2 separate regions of the Mus musculus genome follow, and region 1 is linked to region 2. A link is a contact called in public Hi-C data. All regions are on one chromosome and are shown on one strand. Each heading gives the region's core, a stretch centred on a gene start, on an enhancer-like site or on the middle of the called end of the contact. The rest is flanking DNA. Distances are from core to core; before and after follow the strand shown. Region 1 overlaps Pde8b (phosphodiesterase 8B). Region 2 overlaps Wdr41 (WD repeat domain 41).

Evidence for each region. A called contact is a pair of places that touch in the nucleus more often than the background predicts.
Region 1: a Hi-C map of cortical neurons shows a contact between it and region 2, with 1.9 times the contacts expected there. The contact joins two enhancer-like sites. A contact is called at or near these places in 1 of 484 Hi-C or Micro-C datasets (cortical neurons) and 2 of 9 other capture datasets (liver and pancreatic islet).

The regions. Positions count from the first base shown.
Region 1 is chr13:95,155,776-95,160,277 of GRCm38.p6, reverse strand. All of the region lies in intron 1 of Pde8b (phosphodiesterase 8B), which reads left to right. Among named protein-coding and RNA genes, the nearest start is that of Pde8b, 65 kb to the left of the region's middle. Within about 2 kb of position 2,092, at least 9 of the 459 cell types and tissues checked have an H3K27ac peak or open chromatin away from gene starts, as enhancers often do. A contact at or near this core is called in cortical neurons, where this site is marked.
Region 2 is chr13:95,016,489-95,021,732 of GRCm38.p6, reverse strand. Wdr41 (WD repeat domain 41) reads right to left here. Exons shown (of 14, transcript NM_172590.3): 11 at 4,285-4,406; 12 at 3,528-3,616; 13 at 2,768-2,901; 14 at 1-63. Among named protein-coding and RNA genes, the nearest start is that of Gm48350, 4.3 kb to the right of the region's middle. Within about 2 kb of position 3,597, at least 41 of the 459 cell types and tissues checked have an H3K27ac peak or open chromatin away from gene starts, as enhancers often do. A contact at or near this core is called in cortical neurons, where this site is marked.

The DNA.
Region 1 (4,502 bases), core at 843-3,342, 140 kb before region 2:
ATTACTGTTCTAAAGACTAGTTGTATACTTATTTTTGACGTTTTTAAAATTAGAAGCAGAACTGTATAAAATAATGGGTTCCACTGAGACACTTCTGTAGATGAGTCAATTTTTTAATTGTTCATTTCTCACATTTGAAGTACTCTTTGGTGACATCCCCATTGTGAAGAAGTACTGTGGTCCTGCATCCTTAGAAGAACTCAGCTCAAATCTACTTGATGCCTCCACCCAGGAAGGAAAAGTTGATGATCTAAATCTGATGGGCTTGGCCTAGGGCTCCTAGCATCCATGGGTGCCCTGCTGGGAGATGGTATTGTCTCTGGGGGGGTCCTAGTTTCCATGAATGCCCTCCTGGGGGGCATCATTGTCTCTGGGGGGCCCTAGTTTCCATGGATGCCCTGCTGGGGGGCAGCATTGTTTCTGGGGGGTCCTAGTTTCCATAGATGCCCTGCTGTGGGGCAGCTTCATGGGGGGTGTCCTAGCATCCATGGGTGACCTGCTGGCAGACAGCATCATCTCTTGGGGTGGGGTCCTAGTTTCCATGGATGTCCTGCTGGGGGACAGCATTTTCTCTGGAGGGTCCTAGTATCCATGGTATTCCTGGTGTGGGCCATTTTTATCTCTGGGAAGGGGGTCCTGGCATTCCTAATGCCCTGCTGGGGGACAGAATCATCTCTGGGCTGGAAGGGCAGCAGACTTCCTTCCTTCCTTCCTTCCTTCCTTCCTTCCTTCCTTCCTTCCTTCCTTCCTTCCCTCCCTCCCTCCCTCCCTCCCTCCCTCCCTCCCTTCCTTCCTTCCTTCCCTCCCTCCCTCCCTTCCTTCTATTCTCTCTATTTGAGGATTTACTCAGTAACTTCCATTGTTGAATTTTACCTCCGGTGTTTGTAGTTGGCCATTTGTATATTCCAGGACCAACACGGCAATGCTTTGCAGTTGTTTCTGGGCACAGGTGGAACTGAGAAACATTTGTGTCGTTTCAGGCAAACATTCCCAGCCCAGCTTCTCGTTTCAGCTCTCCTAACGAAAATAACTGTCCTTTTTCTCAGTCTATTTACTGCCATTCACCCCCACCCCGTATCTATGTTCCTTGTTGCTGACATCATGTCTAAAATGGGCCCAAATGCAGGCCTAAAATACCATCTTCCCTTCTACGTGCAAGAAGGCCATGATGGACCTTCAGGGAAAATACCAGCGCAAGAGCACTCTGCAAGAGCAGGCTCTAGTGCTTTTGGCACTGAGCTCAGTGTTGATCAATCAGCAATAGTTGATGAGTTCTTTAAACAAAAGCAAGCATAAAACAAAGTTAACATATTGATCATTGGAGAAAATATAATGAGAGGCTTGCAACAACACACTCCCATAATATCTCAAGGAGCAAGGATTCAGTAGCTATGAATTCGGTTTTTGGAGTGACTTTGATGTAAAGATAAGCCACCAGCCAACTCATCGTGTAAATATACATGTTGTTCTGTAAGATCTCTTCAAGGGATTGACTCACAGCCTCTGTGTTGCAGAAATATCTTACTTGAATTTCTAACAGAACAGGGTCTCAGTCACTGTGAAAACAATTGGCTCACTGAAGACATCACCCTCATCTGACCTCTTCCTTGACCTTATGACATCACCCAATGCACCTGCCTTGAATAACAAGGGCTGTCAGTATCTCTTTCTTATCCTTGTTAATGCCTTGTGCTTGTAGGAACATGGCCCCCAGGATAAAGCATGGGCCTCTTGGATTCCTTGGATCTGTGTCTCTGGAGACGTTCACTTGACAAATGATGATGATCATGTGGTGCTGAGTTGAGCTTTGGAAAAAAACAAACCAAACCAAACCAAAAAAGAACAAGAGTCACCCCATGGCTCTTGTTCCAGGCATCCCACTTTGTGTGCTTGTCATGAGATTCTCCAAGTTGGCAATGTTTGATCACGCTGTGTCCTTTAAGCCCACCCGGGACATTTCCCCCTCATTCAGATTTACTTGCTGATCATTTGAGTGAATCACTCACTGGCTTCCCACTTACAGGGTTGGTACACTCTTAAAAATAGCAAGAAAAACAGCAGCAAACTCCCTGCCAATACCTGTGCTGACAGCCTTAGACAAAAGCAGCCCCCAGAGGCACTCAGAGAAGCCTCCCATGACAGTGAAAGGTACCGAGGGCAGACTCACGTCTGCCAGGATACAGAGAGTCAGTGCAGGTCGTGGGCCCAGCAAGGCATGTGTACCACCCCTCTAAGGCTGAGGGAACACTGTGGAAGAGAGGGCAGGAAGCATGTAAGAGCCAGAAGATGGGGTAAAGGGCTACAAACTGCCATTCCCTAGACTAGACACAGGTACAGCCACTACTATCTCAGATCCACAGGGTTGTTACACTGGGCCCACACGAGACAACTGGTCAAGTTAGGTAGGGGTTCACAGGGCTCTAGCCTTTACCTCTCTGAATTACAGATTATTGATAGTTTCTATGAGAGTGAATGGCTGCCATTAGTGCTATACACACTGATGAACCTGCCAGGTTCTAACCTTAAACCCATGGTCACATAGATGGTTCCAGTAACCTGGGTGGGTCATAAAACAATACAAATAGGCATGACCGTATGAGAAAAATTTTTGAGGAGATGAGGGTGAAAAGGGTCACTGAGCATGGCCTTCATGTATGATATTGTAAAAAAAAAAATGAAAAAACATGAATCAAAGACCTGCTTCATTTCTGAGTTTGTGGCTACTCCCCTGCACCAGCGGCAGTGGCGGACACCTGTACTCTTGAAGCGCTCCAGACTTGGATCCTGATCCGTGCTTCTGTCTCACAAGTCTCGCCAGTCGTCATGTTGACCCAATCCCCAGACAATGGGCATAATTAAGTCAACCTTCCCAGGGCTCCTTACCCTGTAGAAGAGACTTACCAAGAGATCACGAACGAGAGCAGTCAGGAGGAAGGTTCAGGGGAGGCCAGTGTCTATATGGTAATTGGGAAACCATTTAGTCAGAGATTAGAATTGGATGTTCCCTGATACACACATGGATGGGCAGATTCCTGGAAGAGATTATCTTTCAGAACAGTACGTGTTTATGTGCTGAATTAGCATGGTGATTATCCTTGTTCACCAGGTTACAAAAGCGATCAGCAGAAGGGTGGCTAGTTATCAGGAGTGGGAGAGCTAGTTGGGCAAAGGGTTGGCAACTGCCACTGCCATTAAATAACATCACTTGCTTTTTTTGGTCTTTAGTGTCCAGTTTCCTACTGTGTTACCCTTAACCTTCATTCCCACCACTACATGGTGCCCCAAGCACTGAGCCCTGTCTCTTAGGAGAGTGGATATCATGAGAATACTTGGATGGGGAATCCTAGAACATTTTTTTTGAACAACATGATGTAACCCCTAATAAAGGGAGTCTATGTTGCAAGGGGATATGTTTTAACTGCATTTAAATGCCCAGGCTCTGTACTTGTCATACTTGTCACAAGTCATTCTGGGTAACATACCACTAAGATCAAAGTCAGAGAACATGGCAGGCTATAGGAGACCATAAGTTCTTTTGGAAAGTCAATGGTGGCTAGTTGGGCACATGGCTCCCAATCATTGGTGGGGGTAAGCTCCCTAAAGATAAAGGGTTATTGAGTTGGTGATGGGGCCATCCAGGGAATGTAACCGTAGGCATCTTTCACATTTTAAGTTCAACTGTGAAATGCAAAAGGTAGTGATTGAGGTTGCAGGGGTAGCTAATTCTTTAGGAAGAGCAAGAGAAATGTTTTTGAAGGTAAGAAAGAATGATATTTAGGAAAAATTAAGTGTAGGAACACTTGCTTGGACATGACCTGGGAGCAGGTGAAAAGGAATGAAATCAAGAATGGGTAGAGGGGGAGGAAGGAGTAGAAATGTCTCTGCCTGCACACTCCCAAAGGTGTCCTCTACTCCCAATGATAGCCATCATGTCCAAAAGGTCGACCAGACACAAGATTGTCCTGAAAGGACATTTTTATAGCAGCCACTTCACATCCTGGGGGTGAGAAACCCAGGACTCAGTGTTGGTTATTCAGGTGCAGTGTGTAAGGTGAGTATAGTCAGTGCCACTGGAAGTTTGTTGTAGAACTAATGGGTGATCCTCAGACCTCCTAGGACTACCTGGGAGCACCATCTAGGAGCTTGATAGGTAAATACTCCATCACTGAGCTATATCCTTTAGAGCTCCACCTCCAGTCTTTGGGATTCTGTTAGAAACGTCAGCTCTCGATCCCATCTCAGATCATCTGAGCTAGGCTGTTTGACAGGAACTGGATCCAGGTGACAGGTACACAGGCGGCAGTCTCAGAACCCTTGTCTAGATCTCTGCTGTCCTTGGCTGTCAAGTGAGGCCAGAGGCCAGAAACAGAAGTATAGCCACACCCAGAGAAATAGGATGGGCTGTGTCACTAGAAAGTTTCTGGAAGTTGGAGGCATCTGCTAACTCCCAGCTTGTGGCTAACCTAGGTGATGGTTGCAGGAAAGATGGTATGATTGTACTT
Region 2 (5,244 bases), core at 2,348-4,847:
CAAAATAATGAGATGATCTGCAGAGCATGTCACTAGTCCATGATCCTCAAAGTATAGAAACATCTGTAAAATAAATTGAAACACTAATTCGAGACTGACAGGAAGAGACTGAAGCTAGGTAACCAAGCACACTTTACTCAACCGTGGGGATTTCTTTGGATTTGAACACAGCATGATTTCATTGTCTGATGAGAGACTTCCTTGTTTTTAGCCTTGGTGAACCAAGCTAGGGTCATGCACACTGCTCCACCTCTAGGCTGTATCCTGAAGCTCAGTCAGGGCTCAGTTCCTGACTAAGGCTTCCACCTGACTAAGGTCACAGCCTCCTGCTATATCAGCCTCCCTAGTGCTGGGATTCCAAGCACAAGCTACCATGCCTAGTGAAAAGTGTCCTCAAAATCTGTTGCCACAATCAGTATTTAGTATTTCAATGTATTCTGTTGACTAACTACGGAAGTACGGTAACAGCTATTCCTGCAAAGTATATGAGTTCTTAAATATCATCTGAGTTTACCACAATCTAATTATTCACATATTGGCTTTAAGATTTGTCAGGCACGGGTCCACTCACACTTGATTTACTAAGAAATGGCTACCAATAAAAATGTCTTAATCCCAGATTTTCTGAGATAAACACTGGCTTCAGTGATTTCTATAAAATTGAGATGCTAAGTCAGTGCACAGCGTTTACTAGGTGACTTCAGCTCATTGTGAAAACGAGGGCCAGCAACTGGGGCACCAATGAAGGATTCTATAATCCATGCCACAGAAACTCAGAACAGAGACCCAGCTATAACAGCAGAAGACCAGGGAGAGAAGATGCCACATAAAGGGAGAGGGTGTGCTAGGGAGGTGCAGGACACAGGCCAAGTGCAGAACCCAGAAAAGATGATGCTGTGACAGAGAGAGGGGTGGTGTGAGAGAGAAGCCTAGGACAAGGCGAGGTTCTTTAATGACCCAGTAAGAAGGGAGGAGCCAGTGACAAGAGAGCAAGGTCAAAGGTTAGGACTTACGGATGACTATGGGGTAAAAGGGAGAGATACAGAGCAAAAATTCTCAGGACCACTGGAACGCCATTGGTGCATGGGCAGAAGGGCAGGGCCAGGCAGTGGTGGGGAGAACACAAAAGGCCTGAGGAGATTCAGGGCAGCACCTGAGAGCATCAGCCTGAATTTGAAGCCAATGAAGCCAAAGGTGCTTTTCTAAAATGCTGACGTGCAGGCTGGGGAGGCATCTCAGTGACAGCTGCTTGCCTAGGCACGTACAGCGTGTGACAGCCTTGGGGGACAGGGCGGAGACAAAGGAGCAAACTCTTCCAACAAGGTCCCAGCACTTTTAACTCATGGACTGATAAATGGGCGGTCTCAAAGGTCTCCCCAGCCGCTTAAAACTTCTAATGGGGAGATGGCTCAGCAGATCTTCCAGAGTGCCTAGGTTCAATTCCCAGCACCTACATGACACCTCACAACCAGCTCACTTCAGTCCCTGAGGGTTCAATACCCTTTTCTAGTCTTCACGGGCTCTGCAGGGAAAGCAGATTCCATATGCTCAGTGGGTTCCCACTGTTGTAAAAGTAAAGCTCAAACTCGCTGGCCTTACTCTTTCAGGGTTGTTCTCTGATTAATGTCTGCCTATGGGAACCCAGTGAGTCTATCTGACCTGTCTGCTCTCTGCCACAGTGTAAGCATGAGCTAGGCCTGCCTTGCACCACACCATGCTCACCACCTGTGCTCTGCACCACAGCCACTCAGACCGAAACAAAGGTAAAAACGAGGCACTAGGCAATGTCACAGAGGAGGCAAAGACGAGCGAGACACAGCTCTGAGCAACAGGGAACGCACGGCGCCTTGGCTTTGTATCTATTAGGCTGGCAGAACCTTTGAAGCTCATCTCAAATACTCTCCCTCTGCAGACTTTGACAGAATACAGCAAGAAGTGTTTCCCTGAGCTGCCCTTTACCGGAGTCAGTCATGAGTAGCCTTGATCAACAGCTCAGTTAGGTCTTTTTCCTTCCTCTCCACAGAGGTAGAAAACCCAAGAGAACAAGGACTCCATTTTATAAAAATCTTCAGTGGCCAGTGTGGCTGCTGCTTCTAGTCATGAACACCCACCCAAACTAAAGGTAATTTGTTCCTCACGAGCTAAAACCAGGAAGAACAATTGAGGAAGTGCATTATCTTCACTGCTATCTGGTCACGCTGTAACCAGTTCCCATGGCCTCTGTACCGCCACCAATCCCTTCCTCCCTTACAAACAATAGTGCTTACTGTAAAATATTAGTGAGCTTGCAGTGCCACGAGTGAGACTCTTATGCACAGCTCCCAAACTTCACGATGCATACGGTAAGGTAGCAGGGGCCTATCAAACAGGCACTAACCAAGGGCAGATGGAGACAATATTCGGATTCTGAATTTGGTTATGATCCCTGGAACTAGAGTCTGTTGAGGCTTTTACCCTACACACAGAGCCCCAACACCGCACACTTCCTATTGATTCTTGTCAAGGTCACTAACACTGTCCTGTCATCAGCTCCCTCCTCCCATACAGTGTCCAGTAAGCCTGTCCTTAAACCAATACATTGCTTGCGTCCTCAGATCCTGTCTCTATGAAGGATGGTCCTAACTGCTTGTACTATCATTATCTTATTCGATATTCCTGTCTTGCAAAAGCCTGCAGCTGAGTGTGTGTGGGTCTTATGTAGAGCAACTGTATTCAAAAGAAGCATGGCACACGCACGAGCAAGCCCAGCCAGGCCTCCTGGAAGTACCTCGACAGACGATGAATGTCCAATGAGATCTCCGATGAGCTCCAGGGAACACGTGGTAACGTTTTCTTCCTGCTTTTTAACAGGCTGGCTGGCCTGTTTGTTTACTCTTCCAAATCCCCACATATTAAAAAATCCTACAAAAGGACATTCATTTCAGTCATTTCAAAAACTACCGTGCTCTTTCCTTACGGGAAGACAAAGTTTGAATACAATCATGTCTCACACTTGGTTTGTCGAGGGCTGAGCTGATGGCACAGGCACTGCTGGGGTCTGGGAATACATTATGTTGTGTTTTCCTAGTTCACTTAGCTTCTTCTCATCTCCTATGCTGCCCTATCCATCCACTAGTGGCAAGAAGACAGACATTGGAATGCAAGAGAAGTAAACAGCCTTGAAGGGTGTATGTAATCACCGAAAATCAGGAGAAAGGCACTTCAGGCTGGTGGGAGGTGCTTCCTGGTCATTTAGATTACATGAAAGTCACAGTTTTCTCTCAGAATATAAAACTGCAATTAATTCAGTTGAAATAATGGGACAGTTTTACACTGGCAAAAGACACTTGCTGTGAGTGTCTGATTCCTACGCAGAGCATATTCTATATGGTTCCTGTGGTTCCTCTTTACCACCTTTTGTTTTCCTGTCAAATGAGATGAGAAAGGAAGTGGAGAAGAAAGAGGGGAGAGAGGGAAGAGGAGGGAGGGAGGGAGGGAGGAGCCACAGAGGAGGGAGAGGACTGGCTTTAGTGGAGGAAGGCGCACACCTGTTGGGACTGGCTCAGCTGCCAGCTGCTGTTTTTCTCGGACCTCCCACATGCGCACAGCGCCATCTTCCGAGCATGAGATTAACTGCCTGTGAGAACAAAAGCCAAAGAGAAAAGGACCAAAGGAGAGTCTCAGGGGGCTAAGTGCTCATTGCCAAAACCATGGAAACCATCGGCCCTCCTCTGACTGCAGCCAGCTCGTGGCAAGGCCGACCGTCACAGGTTAACATGGCTTTACAGTTCAAACTGGAAGCATTTGCCAGCAAAGCACCCAGGACACTATAGGACACTGCTCAATGACAAAAAACTATCACCTCCATTTCCTATTTTTTATTTATAGGAGCTACGCGTAACGCTGCTCCGGGGCGACATCACCGGATCCTTAGCTGCCGAATCAACCCTCATTTAGGAGCCTCAGGATGTAATGGGCTTACTGTCTGATTTTAGCTGTAAACATACACCACCATAAAAAGAAACGAGTTTATAGAAAATATGAAAAAAGAAAAAATAGTACATTGTAGGTGACCGAGGCCTTTTACCTTATTAAATGACAATTTTAAATAAGCCCTTGGTGCTTCTGTAAACTTGTCATCTATTGCTACAGCTCTTTGGTTACAGTCAGTCATGGCACACTCTCTACTTGAAGAAGAATGCCAAGGTCAAGACATGGGGCCAGATAATTTGGCCACTGCAGAAATTACGCTGGTGACCCCGGGAACCGTGACTTTCATCTTTGCAGGAGAGATGGGACCAGTACCTGTTTGGAAGTTTATCGATGTGTAGGATGTTGGAATCATGTGCAGTTTTCTGGCAGGCAATCACACGCTTCAACTGTAGGTTATACACATATAACCCCCTTCCAACTGCAGCAAATATATTCTAGGCAGGGAGGGGGAAAAAGGTCAGAACTTGGCATAAAGCTCGTCTTCACTACCCAGTGTGATAGATTTCCTGCCCCTGTGTGACATCGGAAAGCCACTGTTACCTTTCCAACCTTCAGACAGAAATTACAGCCCTGCCCTCTCAAGCTCCCAATGTCAAAGCCACCAAGGAAAGGTTAGCACCTTAAGCAAGTAGGAAGAAAGCCCAATGGAGACGGCTCTGCACAGGGTGGCTCAGCCCTGCCTTCTCCTCTCTGGAGACCAGAGCTGCAGAAGCGGCGGCTGCTACCCTGGCCCTATGGAGGAAGGTGCAGAGGTGCGCCCTGGGCTTCCGCAGAGCACAGGGACCCTTGGGAATTTACTCGGCTGTTCTTGTCTGGAAATGAAGGCAAAATGACTCCCACCACACATCCTAAGCAAACACAAGGCCATACACAACCTGGAGGGGTGCATGCTGTAGTGGCACTATCCCAAAGTCAGCTGAAGAATTAAAAAGGCACTTTAAGAATTTAGAAAGTATTTTTGCTAATGCTCGCTTTACTTCAGCCTTACAGCATCTTGCTAAGTACAAAAGGAGGGCACTATTGCTACTTTCCAGATGGGCGAGTTAAAAGTGAAGAAATTGAAAGGCTGGTAAGGTGGCTCAGTGGGTAAAGGTGCCTGCTACCAAGTCTGATGACCCGAGTTCCAATCCTAGGAACCCCTGGGATGAAGAAGAGAACCAACTCTTGCAATTATCCTGACATCCACATGGGGATAAAAAGACAACGTGTGCACACACACACACACAGCACACACACAAACACACACACACACAGCACACATACACACATGCT